Linked DNA regions of Mus musculus: region 1 is linked to region 2. Evidence: chromatin contacts called from public HiChIP or PLAC-seq data. All regions are on one chromosome and are shown on one strand. Each heading gives the region's core, a stretch centred on a gene start, on an enhancer-like site or on the middle of the called end of the contact. The rest is flanking DNA. Distances are from core to core; before and after follow the strand shown. Region 1 has its middle 20 kb from the start of AU020206. Region 2 overlaps Akap13 (A kinase (PRKA) anchor protein 13).

Region 1 (6,199 bases), core at 3,677-6,176, 240 kb before region 2:
CCTTTTGAGTTTCCTCCTAACATATTCACCCTAGCATAGAAATGGATACAAAAGAATCTAGTGACTAGATTGTTACAGTCACATGACTGTCCTAAAGAAAGATTTATTTATTTATTTATTTATTTATTTATTTTATGTATGTGAGTACACTGTAGCTGTACAGATGAGTGTGAGCAATTCTTTTTTTTTTTTTTTTTTTTTTTTTTTTTTTTTTGGTTGTTTTTTGTTTTTTGAGATAGTTTCTCTGTGTAGCCTTGGCTGTCCTGGAACTCACTTTGTAGACCAGGCTGGCCTCGAACTCAGAAATCTGCCTGCCTCTGCCTCCCAAGTGCTGGGATCAAAGGCATGCGCCACCATGTCCGGCGAATGTGAGCAATTCTTGTTGGAAATTGAATTTTTAGGATCTCTGCTCGCTCCCAGCCAACCTTGCTCTCTCAGTCCCTGCTTGCTCAGGCCCAAAGATTTATTTATTATTATACATAAGTACACTGTAGCTGACTTCAGATGCACCAGAAGAGGGCATCAGATCTCATTACAGGTGGTTGTGAGCCACCATGGGATTTGAACTCAGAACCTTTGGAAGAGCGGTTAGTGCTCTTACCCACTGAGCCATCTTGCCAGCCCCACTACTAAATCTTAAAATCACACACACCTGCTATATGCAAGTCTGTTTATTCATCTGGTGTGTATGTCTAGCCATGCTTGAGAGAGAGAGAAGAAGAGGAGAGGGAGGAAGAGAGCCTTGTGTAGTCCAATCTGGCTTTGAACTCTTTTGGTAGCCAAAAATGACTTGGGATTTCTGTTACTCTGAAAAGATCAGCTCAGGAACTTTGGGAAGGTCGGGGAAACACTCACCCCTGGGGAAAGGAGAGGCTAATTAACATTTCTCAGACCCTGGGACAGGAACCAAACTGCAGGTGGGGACACATTCTGCAGGACTGACCATTGCTCACCTTCAGACAAGGGAAGTCATTGTCACCTAATTCCCTAAAGACCAATCAATTTATAGGGTGCACTGTTCCACCAATCATATTGTGCCTAGTTGCTGATGCTCTATTCTGCCCCTGGAAACCATATAATGGGTACTGGGGGTCACCACCTCTCCTTCAGGTCTGGGCTGACCCCAGTACACTGGAACCATAAATTGCTCTTGCTTTTTGCAGCAATTCCCTCTCCATATGGTTTACTCAGGGGGTCCCTAGTAAGCTAAGGCTCCCTAGAGTCTTACAATTCCTGCCTCCCTTTCCCAAGCGCTAGACACAGAGGCATGTGTAGCACTTGGTTTCTGTGGTACTGGGGATGGAACCTAGAGATCTGTGTGTTCTAGGCCAGACAACAGAATTATATATATCCTGAGTTCTAACCCTACATTGATACACAGTGCATAGGATGTTTGAAGAAGAAATATAAAAAGGCATTTTTTATAATTTTATTATGCTTATTAAAACAGGCAGAAGTGGGCAGATCTCTGTGGGTTTGAGGCCAACCTGGTCTACAGAGTGAGTCCCAGAACAGCCAAGTCTGTTACACAGAGAAACCCTATCTAGGGAAAGAAAAATCAACAACAAAACCAACAACAAAAGCAAAAACAATATACTAAGGCTGTAAGGTGGAAGGAAGTGTCTGATATTAACCACAAGACATTCTTTTTTTTCAAGACAGGGTTTCTCTGTGTGGCCCTGGCTGTCCTGGAACTCACTTTGTAGACCAGGCTGGCCTCAAACTCAGAAATCCGCCTGCCTCTGCCTCCCAAGTGCTGGGATTAAAGGTGTGCACCACCACCCCCTGGCACAACAAGACATTCTTATAGCAGGCTGAAGAAATCTCTCAGCCAGTGAAGAACACTGGCTGTTCTTTCAGAGGACCCAGGTTCAATTTCCACTATGTACATGGCAGCCCACAACTGTCTGTAACACCAGCTCCAGGGGGCCCAACATTCTCATACACAAATACACATAAAACGAAAATAAATAAATCATTTTTATTTATTTCATATATGTGTTTCTGTAGCCTCCCCCAGCCTTGAAGCAGGCTGATTCAGACCTCACTGCCTCTGAGTATGAGAGCACCTGGGGTGGAGCCTTCTAATTTAGATGGCTCTATTGTTCTGTCACCTGCCCCTGCTCTTCTCCAAGATACTGCTACCTGCTGAGAGGCCCTTGAGATATTCTGGAGACAGTGGCAGATCCGGCAGATTGCCTACATACAGCCTGACATCAAGAATGGATTGGCAGGAGATGAGCCTCCCTCCTTTATAAGCACAGACTCTTAGTAAACTGTGGGGCCTTGAACAGAAACATGTCTTGGCCTCCATTATTTCTCTCACCGTTTCCTTCCATATAGCTCCAGCCTCCCACTCAGGAACCCAGGTAGTGTGGCTGCAGGTGGTTACATGTTTCTTCAGACACACCAGAAGAGGGCATCGGATCCCACTACAGACGCTGTGAGCCACCATGTGGTTGCTGGGAATTGAACTCAGGACCTCTGAAAGAGTACTCAGTGCTCCTAACTTCTGAGACATCTCTCCAGCCCAAATAAATAATTTTTTAAAGGTTCTTATGGCCGGGCAGTGGTGGCGCACACCTTTAATCCCAGCACTTGGGAGGCGGAGGCAGAGGCAGGCAGATTTCTGAGTTCGAGGCCAGCCTGGTCTACAGAGTGAGTTCCAGGACAGCCAGGGCTACACAGAGAAACCAAAAAAAAAAAAAAAAAAAAAAAAAAAATTCTTATGATCTCTTTCTTTATCCCAGGAAACCCCTCCCTCCCCCCTGCTGCCGGGTGGGCTACACCTCTTTGGAGAAATATTAGTCTTAGTTAATCTCCCCTCAGATAATGTTTGCTTTTTGTTGTTGATGGTGGTTGGTGGTGGTTTGATTTTTGAGACAGAGTTTCTCTGTGTAGCCCTGGGAACTCATTCTGTAGACCAGGCTGGCCTCGAACTCAAGAATTCTGCCTCTGGAGTACTGGGATTAGTGGTGTGTGCCACTAATACCAGGCTTGCTTATTTTTGAGACAGTAGCCAGGCTAGCCTCATAGCCAGTTGACCTTTGTCAAAGACAACCCCCCCATCCTACCTCCCCCCACCCAGGAAAGCCTCAAGGCTAAGGCTGAAAAGACCCAGGTGCGAGGTGCGGGCCCTAGGTCAAAAAGCTTGCAGAGTCTGACTTGGTGACTCATTCTTCATACATGTTTAAGAGTAGCAAAACCTTGGGAAGGGGTTTCCACGAACCACAACCAGGCAAAGCTACCTAGAAAGAAATGCCCTAGCAAGGTGGTAAAGTACTTGTGACATTTACAGTAAGCAGGAGTTCTATAGGCCCATAAACAAAGCTTAAGGCTGGGACCTAGAGGGAGCATCTGTGATTAGCATAAGAATAGATTCTCTGCCTGGTCAAAAAGTGAGGTCCAGGACAGCCAGGACTATACAGAAAAAAACCTGTCTCGAAAAACCAAAAAAAAAAAAAAGAATAGATTCTATTTGGAAGTAGGATGCAAGTATGTGGGGCCTTTTCAAAGGGATGAAGTTTATTCCCTGAGAGACAAAGCCCAAGATTAGGGCCTAAACAACCTTCAGGAAGGATTCCTGTGGAGGCTGGCTCCTCCTTGGATCACTAGGTTGGACCACCATCACCTGCATTCCAGGCGCCATTGATTTCCTTCGGTTGACTGACAACTCTGTTCTCTCCAAAGCTTTCTGTAAGACTTGAGTTCCTGGCCCTTCTGAGGGCAGCAGTTAGAAGCTTTGAGCACTGGACCCACTTTAAGGATTTTGCTTTTGTTTTCAGGGTTGGGGACAGAAACTAGGGTCTCACACAGGCTAGGGAAGTGCTCAGCCCCTAGACTACACCCCTAACACTTTGTTTTTAACAGTGGGATTGAGGCAATACTCTGGGGGGAGAACAGCAGGCCTCAAGGGAAAGTCTTCATCAGGCCTATGATCTAACTGTGGACTATGATCTTCAGACCAACTGCTAAGAAGTGAGGAAGTACTTCCTATGGGCGGAGCTGGGGCTAGAAAGCTCTGGGCTTCAGAAGACTCAAATTCAGTAGGATTCCTTTCTGCATCCAAGAGAGTATTGTCAGCACCAGGCTGTGAGGCAGAACTGGAGAAACATTTGATGACATAGATGATGTTGTCTGTCACATGCTTGTCTCTAATGATCCTTCCCTGCAGTCCGTAGCTTTGTGAGTGGACGATTTCACAATGACACTGGATGGAGTCTCGGAGCACAGAATGGTTTCTTGTCAGTCTCTGAGTCTGACACCAGACTTCGGGTCCTGGACTCAGGCAGGATTCTCTAAAGGGGTCCATAATGTGCTGGACCCCATCCCTCAGTCTTCCTCCCACTTCTAAGCATTTATCCCAAGGAACCAATCAGTTCCTGATTAAGGTGCACTGTGTAGAGGAGCTGACCTGTTTACACTAATGAAAAATGAGAAACAGCCACGAGTTTGACAGCAGATGACTTCATACATCATAGGACAGGTGATTGCATCCATAACAAATAGGTATGACTCAAGGTGAGCCTCAGCTGCGGGGAAACCCCCAAATGAGACTCGTGAATAGAGTTTGATGGAAGAGGTTTATTGTTTCAGTGCTCTGGGGTCATCTTGCACTCAGAGGAGAGGCGACCTCTTCTCTTTCTTTCACAAGGTTTTTGTACAATTTTTGAGGGCAGATTACAGCAACAGCAACTAAACACAAAATGATTGGTGGTTCTGGTGCCCTTTACATTAATTGGCAGGGCAGAGAGGGGGACTCAGGGACCTTCCCTAAGGTCTGGTGGGAAGTTCCAAGTTGGGGCTCTCTCGTGGCCAAGGAGATGCATTTGTCTATGTTGTGCAAGGAAGAATTCTGACATAGGTTGAGACAAAACACAGACAACTGGTTGCTGATTCATTTCACCGGACTCTTGGCCTTTAGTGATGTTTGGACCATGATAACATGCCACCAGTTGCAGAGAACTGACAGCAATGCAAGCCATTCTTAGACTAAAGGGAGTTTTGTCCAGAGGAGGATCGATCCATGCATGCCCCCTCCTTCCAAAGGCTGGTGCACTTTTCTGTTCATTCACAAATCACCCCCCTTCCCAGCTGAGGTGGGGGAGGTTGGGGGTGGAGTGGACTCAGGGCTGCCTCCTGAATGCTTGGGAAGCTCTCTCCTACTGAGCTGCCCCTTTGATCTCTTTCTACCCCGACCCACGGGACCTAGTTATTCCTGGGATCAAGGGTGACCAAGCCTGAAAAAGAAATGGGCGAGAAAGGAGCCAGACCAAGCAAAGGGTTGTCAAGGTCTGTTTAATGGAGGCTAGTAGCCTGATTATAAGCACACAGTGAGAGAAAATAGGGAGCGGCTGAGGGGGAATGATCAAAACACAGAGAGAGGGACCAACATCTAGGGCGGATGCTGATTGCAGGCTTCAAACATCTTGCAGCTTATCTTGGAATGCTGGCTCTATCTAAACAGTCCCAAGGCCCCAAGTCAAGACAAGAAGGAGGGAGTAACACTGTTCCCATCAAAGGGTCAGTCAGATCTTCAGGGTGAGAGTTGTTGAAGGTCTGGTTAACCACAGTTTGGTCTCTCACATCTTTCTTTGAATATTTCTGACTTCTTGGTGCTAGTTGTGACTTCCTAATGTTCTCCCATACATTCACTTTACATCACAGGGCTTCAGGAGCCTGGGACTCTATTGTTTGGAGACTTGTGGAGTTATTGGCCTCCTCTCGAAAGCTACCCTTAGAGCACTGAAAGATGCTTGGGATTCCTATGGAAGGATGAAAAGTTAGTGTGAGGAAAAGTGGCTCTGGTCTGGAGGTGTACACCTGTAATCTCAATAGCCAGGAGGGTGAGCCAGGAGAATCACAGCTTTGAGGCCAGCAGGGACTACACAATGAGACAATACTCCAAACAAAACAAAACAAAACATATACACCCCCAAGTCGCAAACACTCCAAAACAAACAGGGCAACACAGGCATTTTCAACCATGTAAACACAACTATCTCTTGTGTTTATCTCAGGGTGGGCTCTTGGGTAAATTTATTTATTTTTTTGTTGTTGTATTTTTTGGTTTTTTTTTTTTTTTTTTTTTTTTTTTTGAGACAGGGTTTCTCTATGTAGCCCTGGCTGTCCTGGAACTCACTTTGCAGACCAGGCTGGCCTCGAACTCAGAAATCCGCCTGCCTCTGCCTCCCAAGTG
Region 2 (5,628 bases), core at 2,320-4,819:
CCCACAGACACACAGACACACGGACACATACTTTTAAAATAAAACTTTAAATATATCAATTTTAAAAAATCGATTTCCCAAAATAAGGTTTAAGCCCACCACAGTACAAGGGAAAGTGAAACCGAGGAAGTTGGTAATAGTAAATTAACCTGAGCACTGCTCCAAAGTCTTGTCTTTCCGTGTGATGGAAGAGAAGGGAAGAGACAGATCTACCTTGTCTATACAACTCGAGGACACAACCATGTTTGCTCCTCTGCTTTAAACACACACTCGTTATCATTTTGCAAATCATTTCCTAAAGCAAGCAAAACTTGATGGCCTCATACAGCTTCCCCAAAGGCAACAATGCAAAGCCTTTTTCCTTATAAACTCAACTCAATCAAGTGTTCAATGTCACTAAAAGCTTTCACAACACAGAAATACCCTGTGACAGTAGTGAAGCCAGAGCAGACCGTAGTCATTAGTAGTACCATTCTTCAGTTAAAGAAACAAAGGCTTCTCACAATGGGTGGTGCCAGGCCTGGGTCAGTGTCCGTTAGATGAACCTAGAACTCTCTCTTGATAGGCCATCACTGGAAAGAGAGGCCCATTGGACACGCAAACTTTATATGCCCCAGAACAGGGGAACGCCAGGGCCAAAAAGGGGGAGTGGGCGGGTAGGGGAGTGGGGGTGGGTGGGTATGGGGGACTTTTGGTATAGCATTGGAAATGTAAATGAGCTAAATACCTAATAAAAAATGGAAAAAAAAAAGAAATCATAAAAAAAAAAAAAAAAAAAGAAAATATGGACCGAGACGGAGAGGAGTCAGAATGTTAGAAAAGCCTGTGTTAAGTACACAAAGACCAGGCCATAGTGGCTCCTTCTAGACAAATTTGGGACTATTTCAAAAAACAATAAGTTATAAACAATATTTTAGAAATAATAATACCATCCTAAGTAAACCCATCACACTGGTTTGGGAGTTTTTATTAGTATTAATTTAATCACTTTAAAAATTATTTCTATATAAAAAGATTAAAAATATTGTAATGCTCAAAATCAAAAGACTCTAAAGAAATAAAGGATGGAGGACGTAGAATGTCTGCCAATGTAGATGTATACAGCTAGATCTCCATCACTAACTGCTACCTCTGTAAACTGGGCCCTGAACTCAAGACCATGCAGGTTGTCCTTGCTTTCACACAACTGTCCCTTACGAGGGTATATAGATAAGTAAATAATACAGCACAGCATCTTGGGCACCAAATTTGTTTCTTAAACAGTTAATATCATTTGAGTGTGTGGAAGATGAGCAAGCACCTACTGCTGTCACTTTCTGAGTGCCTGCTGCAGTTTGGAACTGAACTATATGCAATGTGATACTACTGGGTATTCTTATTCCTAGTTTAGCGATGAGAAAAGTATTTACTTATTTATTTTATGTGTGTGTCTAAGTGTATGTATGTGCACTATATGTATGTAGGAGTCTGAAGAAGTCAGAAAGGGCTTCAGATCCCCTGAAACTGGAGTTACAGGTGGCTATGAGCCATCAAGTGGTGCTACAAACCAAACCTAAGTCTTGTGCAAGAGCAGTAAAGCACTCTTAACCACTGAATCATCCCTCCAGTCCTAAGGCCCACAGAATGCTTATTTCAATGTCTTGTCTGAGAAAAAAATTAGAATGGGTCACAATTCAAATTCAAGCACAATTCCCAAACCTTTATTTTAATCCTGAAGTAAAGGCCAAAAACACAGATGAAAAAAAAGTGGTGTGTGTAAATGTGTATTAATTATCAATAGAAAAAAATTACATAAATGAAATAGCAAACCATTAGTAAACACCAAAAGAGATGTTAAAAATGAACAGAGAGGTTCACTTAAAATATTTCCTATTTCTCTTTAACAGTCTGTTATTAATGATACTAGTGGTTGGGAAAAATAAAAGTCTTTTGAAGACAACATAATCTGGACAAGATATAACTGTTAGTCTTACTAATTAGTTAAAGCTAGTTTATATAAAGGTAAGAGTCTTAACTGTGTGTGGCACACCCCTTTACTCAGTGAAGCTGATGACTATGTAAGCACATACTGCTCTGCCAATGACTCAAGTTCAGTTCCCAGCAACCCTGTCCAGCAGCTTGCAACCGCCTGTAATTGCAAATCCTGGGCGATCTGCCATTGCTGACTTGCAGGACAGCTGGACTCTCATGCATATATACCCACACACAAGAACAAATAAAAGATTTTAAAAAAAAAAATCTGTTACCAAAACATTTCCTTCCATGTATCTTACTTTATTTCAATTATTTGCTGCTAGTACAAGTTCTCAGTCTAGGTCTACCTAATAAGGTAACTAGTAGAAGTTTATCTGACACAAATGTGTTCATTACTTTCCCTTTCATTCTGTTCTCATTACTACAATCTTAGTGATTTTCTACTATATTAGTTATTACTGTGCTATACAGGGGCAAGGAACATACACTCACTATGGTGGATGTGGAGAGAGTCTCTCCTTCAGTCTACCATGTGTCATCGCTTCTCAGCCTTTTAGCTAAGATCACGTGCAGTCTACCATGTGGGGTTGTGGAATCAAACTCAGGTCATCAGGCTAGGTGATAGGGCCATTTTGTCTACCCTCTATTACCACAATCCTCATTCGTTCTTCTTAAATAGTACTTAATTACTGAAGACTGAGTCTATACATTTATACATTATACATACACAAGACTATGGCCCATGATGCCCCAGGCTCAAGGCAGATCATTTAAGGCAGACACACAAGCCCAGAAGATGACATCACAACACAGCTTAGTAACAGGAAGCACTAGTTTGCATTTGCACTCAACAACTCTTTAACGTGGTTAGCCTATAGCCCTCAATGGTTGTTAAGCCGAACCCGAAATATTTCATATTTTAAAAAGGAACCTTAACATGCTGCACATAAGTGGATAAGTCTTATCCTTTCTTCTCACAACAGACATGGGAGAGCATGTGGGTGAGTGAACCTGAGGCTATAGAGACAAGACAATTCTTGCTCCTTTCGGGCTCACAGTCCCTTCCTTCAGGGAGAAGATCCATAAAGCTGTACGTACCTACAGCTGAATAAGAGGCACTGCAGGAAAAACAGGATCAGGGTCAGGAATTAAGAGAGATCTTGACATGACTGAGCAAAATAGATAGAAAGGCTTCCCACAGAGTTATCTCAAACAGGTCACTAAGGGGCCCAAAGACACAAATTCTGTTGCTCGACTTAAAATTTCTTCTCAAACAATGAATTGTCAAAGGTGGTAAGGGAGGAGATGAAAGAAATTACAGACTAAATCCAGTTGTACAGGAAACAGCTGTAAAATCTGAGAAGCTGTAAACACTAGCTATGACAGAACTTTCACCATGCCATGTAACAACAGCAAACCTGAAATAAATAAACTTTCCATCTACATGAGCTATTCCTTATATTGAAAGTTATCCCAAAAAATAATACCACAAAATTTAATTATGGGACCCAAATTACAGGAGAGAGGGAGGGAATGCATGTGTGCTCACACACAAAGCCTCCACTCCTCAGGGGCAGGGTATTTGCTACCACGCAGGACGCTCAAGTATGGAATGCTGACTCTAACAGTCTGTGTAGAAGGAGCTTGAGGCAGTCAAACGAAATCAGATCATAAAATGTAACCTTAAAGGGAAAATCCCCTTGTGGGGGGAAAAGATTAACTTAAAAAAAGTAGGCTGAAGTGTGCACGAAGCAGGGGGGAGAAACACTTTCATACAAAGTGTGCTAAGAATGGTAAGAAAACTTTCCTCTGAAAAGTTACATTTATACTGATTCTTGATGGCATCAGGTCAGAGAAAAGAATGGGGCAAGCAGAAGGCAAGCACAAACTCAGCATCAACAAGGAACAAAGTTCAGTCAGGAGACACAAATACACACCAATGGGAGGCAACATAACTTTGGAGTGCTTTATATGGGGGATTTGTTTGTTTTACGTGTGGTGTTAAACCACTAGGAGGAGGGGCAAGTAATGCAGAAACATGATTCACATTTTAAAAGAATTCCAGTTCTTATGTGAGGGAAATACTACCGGACAGAAATTACAGAGAGAGGAAGGTCACTCGGGAGGCTGTGGATGCCTGCACACACACCCCTGCCCCCCAGGAACACACACCTCCTTCCCATCTTTAAAAGAGACCTGATCCAAGTGCCAAGGAAAAGAGGCAGTTCTCTATTCCTCTAGCTCATTCCTACTTGGCAAGCTTTGTGTGCAACCTGCTCCAGTCCACCCGTGAAAATACTAAGTGAGAAGCAACATGCCACAGAGTCTCCAGTCATAGACAGGTGGGCCAATTTCTCCTCCTAGAAACTGTGGCCCAGTCCTGCAACTTACTGCTTCTTGGCCTCCCCTACAGCCAATGATGCCTGTCCTCAGAAGCAGTGAAGTCTGATACAGGGAGCAGGGGTGGAGGGCAGGGAAAGCAGGCACCACTGCCACTACTCTAGCCAGTTGCTGTTGTATGTATGGGTGGACATCTGTTCTCCAGAAGCAGGCTGGGATCTGTCACAGAGATTTGCACTGTAAACCATAATACCGCCCCCCTCTCCTTAGGCTTTGAGTGGAATCCATACCAACTCAGAAAGACTGGAGTCTGAACTATATATGGCAAAAGGAAGTTGGACTCAAGAAAGGGGCAAGCCTTTCTTTTTGTACCATACAATACCATAAAACAAGTTTCTGTTTTAATGCTAATGTCCAGATACTAAGATGAACAGCCTTTCTCTGAGAAGACCAAGGCTACGAAAAAGGTCAGAACAGAGTCTTTACCATGCATGATTGACCTCAACTCCAATATAGGGGTAGGAAAATGTTTTCTGTGGGCTATATAGTAAAAACTTTCAGCTTTTGGGAACATATCTGATTACTCTCACAATTACTCAATTCTCTTTTTGAAACAAGGATAGTCTGGCAAATGGCTTATGTGGTAAATCTGGTACTTGTGGGAACCCTGCCCCTTAATCCTTTCCCTCTCTACACAGACCTTTACCAGATCCACAGAACCCACAGGTTGGAAGAAGAGAACCTACTCCCACAAACTGTCCTCTAGCTTCCAGACTCATAGTTCCCCTCAAATAGATTAATAAAATTAAAAAGATATAACCCTGTTTCAATGAAATTTTGTTTCAGAAAATAGATGGTAGGCAGTGATTTACAGGGTATACGACTGTAAACTCCTTGTCTAAAAACCTTTTGGGGGAAAATGTGACATGGCTAGTGCTGAAGCATAGGCTGGGTAAGAACTCTACTGTCCCAGCCAAACCCCTGTATTGGCTTACTTAGGTGAAACCATGCTATGTGTTCTTCAGAATGGACGGACAGAAAAGTCTGCATATATTTTAGTGAAGTTCACACTACCTTGCCCCTGGCCAAAGACAATCAGAAACACATGAAGAGTTAGTTCCTGACAGAGTAGGAGTCACTCAGGCAAACAGAAAAGTAACCAAAACAGAAGCTATAACCTGAGCAAGATAGAAAGAAAGGGAAATAAATAAGCCAGCTATAGAACAGAAAGATTATTAAAGAAAGCAAAGAGCATGAATCTTTAAATGGGGAGCTCAGGCAAGAACTGAATAGACAAAGGATACATCCATTCAG

Evidence for each region. HiChIP or PLAC-seq counts read pairs in DNA pulled down with a chosen protein or histone mark.
Region 1: a BATF HiChIP or PLAC-seq map of CD8 T cells shows a contact between it and region 2, with 8 read pairs. The contact joins two enhancer-like sites. A contact is called at or near these places in 2 of 484 Hi-C or Micro-C datasets (B cells and CD8 T cells) and 4 of 115 datasets of contacts at active chromatin or transcription factors (CD8 T cells, effector CD8 T cells, regulatory T cells and 1 more).

Annotation. Positions count from the first base shown.
Region 1 is chr7:75,799,033-75,805,231 of GRCm38.p6, reverse strand. No RefSeq gene overlaps it. Among named protein-coding and RNA genes, the nearest start is that of AU020206, 20 kb to the right of the region's middle. Within about 2 kb of position 4,926, at least 51 of the 459 cell types and tissues checked have an H3K27ac peak or open chromatin away from gene starts, as enhancers often do. A contact at or near this core is called in CD8 T cells and regulatory T cells, where this site is marked.
Region 2 is chr7:75,557,267-75,562,894 of GRCm38.p6, reverse strand. The region is part of intron 2 of Akap13 (A kinase (PRKA) anchor protein 13); the gene reads right to left. Among named protein-coding and RNA genes, the nearest start is that of Akap13, 100 kb to the right of the region's middle. Within about 2 kb of position 3,569, at least 39 of the 459 cell types and tissues checked have an H3K27ac peak or open chromatin away from gene starts, as enhancers often do. A contact at or near this core is called in CD8 T cells and regulatory T cells, where this site is marked.